Regions from separate parts of the Mus musculus genome. Here region 2 is linked to region 1. A link is a contact called in public Micro-C data. All regions are on one chromosome and are shown on one strand. Each heading gives the region's core, a stretch centred on a gene start, on an enhancer-like site or on the middle of the called end of the contact. The rest is flanking DNA. Distances are from core to core; before and after follow the strand shown. Region 1 holds the start of Hs3st6 (heparan sulfate (glucosamine) 3-O-sulfotransferase 6). Region 2 holds the start of Tekt4 (tektin 4).

What was found. A called contact is a pair of places that touch in the nucleus more often than the background predicts.
Region 2: a Micro-C map of embryonic stem cells shows a contact between it and region 1, with 2.2 times the contacts expected there. The contact joins the promoter of Tekt4 here to the promoter of Hs3st6 in region 1. A contact is called at or near these places in 4 of 484 Hi-C or Micro-C datasets (B cells and embryonic stem cells) and 1 of 9 other capture datasets (embryonic stem cells).

The regions. Positions count from the first base shown.
Region 1 is chr17:24,751,545-24,754,639 of GRCm38.p6, reverse strand. It overlaps Hs3st6 (heparan sulfate (glucosamine) 3-O-sulfotransferase 6), which reads right to left and starts at 1,652. Exons shown (of 2, transcript NM_001012402.2): 1 at 1,142-1,652. The coding sequence starts at 1,554.
Region 2 is chr17:25,469,944-25,473,038 of GRCm38.p6, reverse strand. It overlaps Tekt4 (tektin 4), which reads right to left and starts at 1,449. Exons shown (of 6, transcript NM_027951.1): 1 at 784-1,449. The coding sequence starts at 1,317.

The DNA of each region.
Region 1 (3,095 bases), core at 403-2,902:
AGAACCTCTCCTCGGGTAGTACTGACCCTTAGAGGTCTCGAGCTTGTTCTCTCCCAAACCCGTTAAGACCGGTCTTAGTGCAAAAGGCAGAGTTAGCAAACGGGAGTACAGAAGAACCCGGGAAACAGTCAGTGTGCCACCCGCACTGACTCTCCAGGTTATCATGGCTCAGCTCGGGCTTGCAGAAGAGGCAAGCCAATATAGCCCCATTTCCCTACATGAAGGAGCAGGGGGCCCTCGATGCCTGCAGGAGGCGGTGGGCGGAGCCTGTGGGTAGTCACACCAGAAGGGAGGAACCAGAATCTGACCATCCACCAGGACATACTGCTGTACCTGGGGTAGTGCTCCCCACATTCCACTGCTGCATCCCAAGTCCTCCTGTATGTAGAAAGGACAGCTACAGAAGGGTGTATTCCAGTCCCCACCCTTGGGCTAAACCAAAGAGCAGAGTCTCCCTCCTCAAAGCCCAGACCTAACTTTCTTCAGACTCCAGCAGCTATAGAGGGCTCCCTGATGCAGGGTGAGGGAGAGATTCTTAGGGGTGGAAAGGCACTTTCTAGAACACTTCTGGAAACCTGGAGGCCCTTCCAAAATATACTTGACTAGTGGTCAGATAATTACCAGTACTTACCCAGAGTTATAGCAGGGAATGGACAGACACGAAGGGATGATAAAGTGACTGAGCTCCAAGTATCTCTAAGGCTGCCAAGTAGCTCCACCGGGATTATATTGATATAAACCATAATAATATATGGATATATATTAGTAGCTTAGTGGTAGAATACTCGTTTAGTACATTTGAGGCTTCAGGTTCAATTCCCTGACCCTCTAAAAAGGAAAGTCTACCTGCCCAGTTATCTCACTCGCTTGAAACTACTTTCAAGATAGGATCATGCCTCGCTGAGTCCCTTGGCCACCCAACAGGAGAACAGAGTTTTCTCTGAGATTTTCTAATTCCTGCGACCCTTGGCTATAGATGGCCTCTCCTTCGAGGGTCGCTGTGCCCAGGAAATCAAGGCTATTTCCCTAACAGGCTTGTTTTAGACCCAGTGCCCAGGATTCTACCCTACTCATCCTGGGTTCTAAGAAAGCACAGTCCAAGGCACACACCGACGAGGCGCGGACCAGCAGGGACGCTCACCGGTACCAGGCGAGGCCGCGATCATAGCACCTGTCGAAGAAGTGGGGTTCAGAGCCAAGTGCACGGACGTCGGGGTGCAACCGCAGGAACTCCAGCAATGCGCGCGTGCCGCCTTTCTTCACACCCACAATGAGCGCCTGAGGAAAGCGCCGGCGCCCCGGGCCGCTGGCCACCGGCAGGCCGGGTGCTCTCAGACGGAGGGAGGTGTGGGGCGGCTCGGCGGGTGCAGGAACCGGAGCAGGGGCGCGGGCGGCAGGTGGACAGCGGCCGGGGAGGGCGAAGAGGCAGTAGGCGCTTAGCAACAGAACTACGAGCGCCAGCGGAGCACGGAGAGCACGCAGTGCAGTCCCCTGGCCCGTCCCCGCACCCTGGAGGTCACCGGCCCCGCCGCCCAGGCCACCGCTACCTGCCATGGGGTCGCTTCGCGCTCAGGCTCGGGAGCGGGAACCGCAGACAGGTGCGCATCCCGGCTATAGTGCGTCGCCCGCTCAACCCCAGGGCGCCCGGCTTCTGGGTTGAGCTCCGCAGCCTCGCAACCCTGGAGCCGGAGAGGGGCGGGGCGGGGCGGGGCGGGGCGGGGCGGGGCGGGGCGGGGCCGAGACGCCCCTCCCCAGCCCTCGCCTGGGACTAGCGACTCCAGCTAACTTCCAGAGCGACCAGGAGCTATCCCAGCTACCCCAACACTCCTCCTGAGCTGGTCTCCGGTTCGCTTGGCTCCAAAGTCTTCGCTCTTACACTACGGGAATGCGTGGCGCGGAGGGACACAAGACTGGGCGAGTGGGAATCCCCGTTCTGTCCTTTAAAAGTCTATCTCTGCCCCTTTGGACCAGGGCGACAGGTGTGCGGCCTCAGCCCCTGTTTCCCGGAGCCAGGGCCTCATCACCGGAGGACACCGTGTCCAGGAATCGCCTGTGCAGGAAGGATGGAGCCAGGCATACATCCGGCGCGGAAAGGGTCCCCATGCATCTTTGAGCCTGTGACAGGAATGCTTGTTGCATTACTTGCCAACAGTCCACCTAGCCATTCATTAGGGTGGGAGCCCTGCCCTGTGGAGAGAGCTTGTCCGATAGTCGGGCCACCATTTTAAAGTCCTTGTATCAAATAGAGCTGGCCTCCCCAAGATGTCAGTGATCCCTTCGGGAAATTGCAAAGCGGTGACACGCCCCCTCGCCCCCCAGGAGTGAAAAGGCCTGTACTAGGAGGCAGGGGAGGCATCTGGGTTCTGTCTGTGGAGCTTCCTCTGAGCATAGTGAGATTCCCGGGGCCCTCACATGTGTGAAACCTACCAGACACTGCAGAAACTTCTCACCCACCCACCCACCCCCACCCCACCCACCCACCCCCACCCCACCCCCGCGCCTCCATGTCCTGTTCCTGGCTCACCGAGTCTACAAAGCTGCTTACTAGGAATGCAGAGGAGGAAAGACTCCATCCAGGATGCCGAATAAGTTGCCCTGACCAGGGAAAAGGTAACGGCGCCTCTTCTTTCTGCCTCTGTCCGACTTTCCTGGCTGCCCAGTCTAGTCCCTGCCCCAGTACCCTTACTCAGCCTCTGCCCTCGGCTCTGTTTATTAATCAGCAGTCCGTGGGTCTCATGGCATCTGAACAAGTCTCACACTGCAGGCTGCCTCTGAGGGACAGAAAACTCCAATGACCCACAGACATTTAGTTCCCACCCTGAGGGCAGCTAGGTACAAGGGGGACATGCACCACCCAAAACTAGTCCCAGACACCAGAGCTACATTTGCTTGTCAGGGCAAGCTGGTGCCAGCAGCCCTGTGGGCGGGTTTTTAGTCCAGCACTGTCTGGGAAGCATGTTAGTACATGTAGGGACCTAGGAAGTTCTTCTTCGGATCTAGCTGTAAATGGGATTTGTTGAAGACAAGCTGGTTCTCCTCTGAGCACTCCCAGGGAGGTCCCATACTGCCCGATTACACCTTCACAGTCTGAGTTG
Region 2 (3,095 bases), core at 200-2,699, 720 kb before region 1:
CCCCAAAGCAAGCTGCGCTGGGGTTTGAGGGAAAGGTACCCGATGAAGGGAGGGGGACGTGGCAGGGTTTGTTTTCGGTTCAGTTTGGGTTTTGGTGTTTGTTTAAGAGTCTCATATGTAGTCCAGGCTGGCCTGGAGCTCGTGTTCCTTCCTCAGTTTCCCTGACACTGGGATTATAGTGTATACTAGGAGAACATTGAAGCTCAGGCTCTGGGGTTCTGGGGCTCTGGGGAGAGAGAGCAGATGCCATGGGCATCCACAAGCCCTCCATACATGCAACACTGGCTGGCCCGGCTTTCTACCCTGAACACCAATAGCACTGCAAGGGGCATGCATGGTGGTACGGGGGAGCCTTTGGCTTAGCCAAAAACAAAACAACCTCAGCCAGAAGAATGTGGCGCACGCCTTTAATCCCAGCACTTGGGAGGCAGAGGCAGGTAAATCTCCTAGTTTGAGGCCAGCTTTGGTCTACAGAGTGAGTTCCAGGACAGACAGAGATACACTGAGAAATCCTGTCTTGGAAAACAGACAAACAAAAAAGCCCAAAGCCCACCACCACCGACAACAAAAATCCCCTCAGAGTCAGACTGAACGTCTTTGAAATCTTATGGGCTGGAAGGAATCCCACAAGAGAGAAAGTTACTTGGATGTGGTAGAAATTCCGCTATCTGAAGGATCAGGAGTCCTGCATAGGCACAGTGCTGTGTGAACCCTAAGGCCCTGTGTTATCTCTATGAGAGCCAGAGCCTGCCTCCCACGCTGAGCCCGAGCCACTGGTTGCACCTTCAGTAGCTCCACCTCCACATAGTCCCGGACAAGGTCTGGGTGCTGGCGGCGTTCTCTGCACTGCAGGTTGTCAGTAGCAATGGAGTAAGGCACGGAGGTGGCATCCAAGGCGCGCTGTAGCCGCAGCTTCTGGGCCATCATCAGGTCCGTCTCGGAAGACAGCTCGTCTATCTCTCGCTGCAGCTCTGACTTCCAGCAATGCATGTCCTCCAGGCGCTCTCCCACCTTTCTTGTGGAGTCAAGTTGTGTGCGCTGGGCCAGTGCCCCAGTCTCGGCTACCAGCTGCCCGCTCTCATGCCGCTGCCGCTCAGAGTAGTCCCGGTCTGCGAAGGCCTGGTGGTAGCGGGCATAAGAGTTCTGAAACCACTCGTCCCTCAGGTATTTGGCTGTGCGGAAGCCAGCGGTGGCCAGACCCGAGGACGTGTAGGCGCCAGTATTGCAGGCCACTTCATATTCTTTGCGCGGAAGCTCACAGACATCTATTGACTGTGGGGCCGGCTCCTTGGTCAGGAGCACGCCCGTTTGGGCCATGGTACCCACTGCCTGGCTAAGCAGGAAGGGAGGCGGAATGAAGAGAGGGTCACTGGGCAATTGTCCAGGCACGATCAATGGAGCAGTACTGGTCACTCTGTCCCAAGCAAGGTTCCTGGTTGCCTAAGGAACATTGTATACACCAACTGCCTCCTGTTGCTGAGCAACAGGGTCACTCAAGGGGGAGGAGCAGAACTGCCCTCTTAAAGGGCCAAGCAGTGTCTGGGAACATAGCTGGGTAAAAGGTAAAAATGTTTGCCTCGCAAGAACATGAGTTTGTTTCCCAGGACACAGGTGGGGGCAGGGGGGGATGGGTGTGGTGGCATATGCTTGCAATCCCTGCACTGGGACGGCAGAAACGGTTAATCTGTGGTGTTCACAGGCCAACCAGCCCAACTGTATTTGACGAGTGAAAGACCTTGTTGAAAATAAGGTTGGCCAGGCATAGTGGCAAATACTTCTAATGCCAGCACTCAGGAGGCAGAGACAAGTGGAGCTCTCTGATTTCAAGGATAGCACGGTCTACGTAGTGAGTTCCAGCTTGGTCTGGGCTATATAGCAGGACCCCCATCTCAAACAAAACCCCCAATAACAACAAAAACAGACAAAACCCCAAAATGGATGGTGCTTGAGAAATGTCCCCTAAGGTTTCCAATGCACACAAATACTCATATGCCCATGTGCGTGCGCATGCACAAGCTCTCTCTCTCTCTCTCTTTCACACACACACACACACAGACACACACACACACACACAGGCAATCCCCAACTCTCAACTCTTCACCACACTGTGATCCGAGCCACAGAGGCTCAGGACTTGTTCCCTGGGACCCTTGGGCTCCAGGGCTGGGGTAGTGAAGGGCCTTGGGGTCCAGGGCTGGGGTAGTGAAGGGCCTTGGGGTCCAGGGCTGGGGTATGAAGGGTCTTGAGGTCCAGGGCTGGGGTAGTGAAGGCTCCAAGGTCCCTGACACCCCTGCCCTCCTCCCTGGCTCCTTGGCTCCTTTTCTGAGATGTTCTTCCATGATCTGGTCCTGAGTGTGGGCTTTGCCCTGCTGGAGGAGGACGGAGGAGGTTCTGCCTACTTAACGACCCCTTTGGGTGATCTGTGGGAGGTGGGGGCCATGGAAATGTGAGCAGGTTCCTCAGCCTGAGAAGTGCCTCTCATCCTCAACATTACCCTAAGCCACCCTAGGACTCCACAACTTGGCCCATTGCGCATGTGGTCTGAACCCCGCATGCAGGCCCAGAGGACCAAACATCCACCCTACCTCAGCCTCCAGGACTCACTTTGGGACCTGAACCCATGAGAGTATCCACAGCCACCCTGACCCCATCTATTCCCAGGGCCACTGTGTAAGGGCCAGCCCCTCTTCTTCTTCCTGTATCCCATAGCTGGACTTAGATCAGAGCCTCCTGGGGATTTGGGTCAGTGTTCTGAAGGGGGTTCACCCACTGAATGTATCTGGAGTCACGTATCCTGATCTGCTCAAAAAGGGGAGGCACTTTCTGTCTGGGCAGTTGTTCCCAGGACACTAGTTAGATAGGAAATCCTGCCATCCAACCTGGGCATTAAGAAACCCTAGTCGATAGCCAGTGTGACCAAGAGAGGGCGACATTGACTGCAGAATGTGCCAGCCACCTATTCCTAGTTCCTGACCATTCTGTGGTCTTCCTCCCTCCCCTCCCACCTGGTCTTCCCCAGAGGCTCCTCACATACTAGGTCCTCTCTGAAAGAAATCCACACCCTTAGCCAGCACAGGGTCTACTGCCACAGCCCC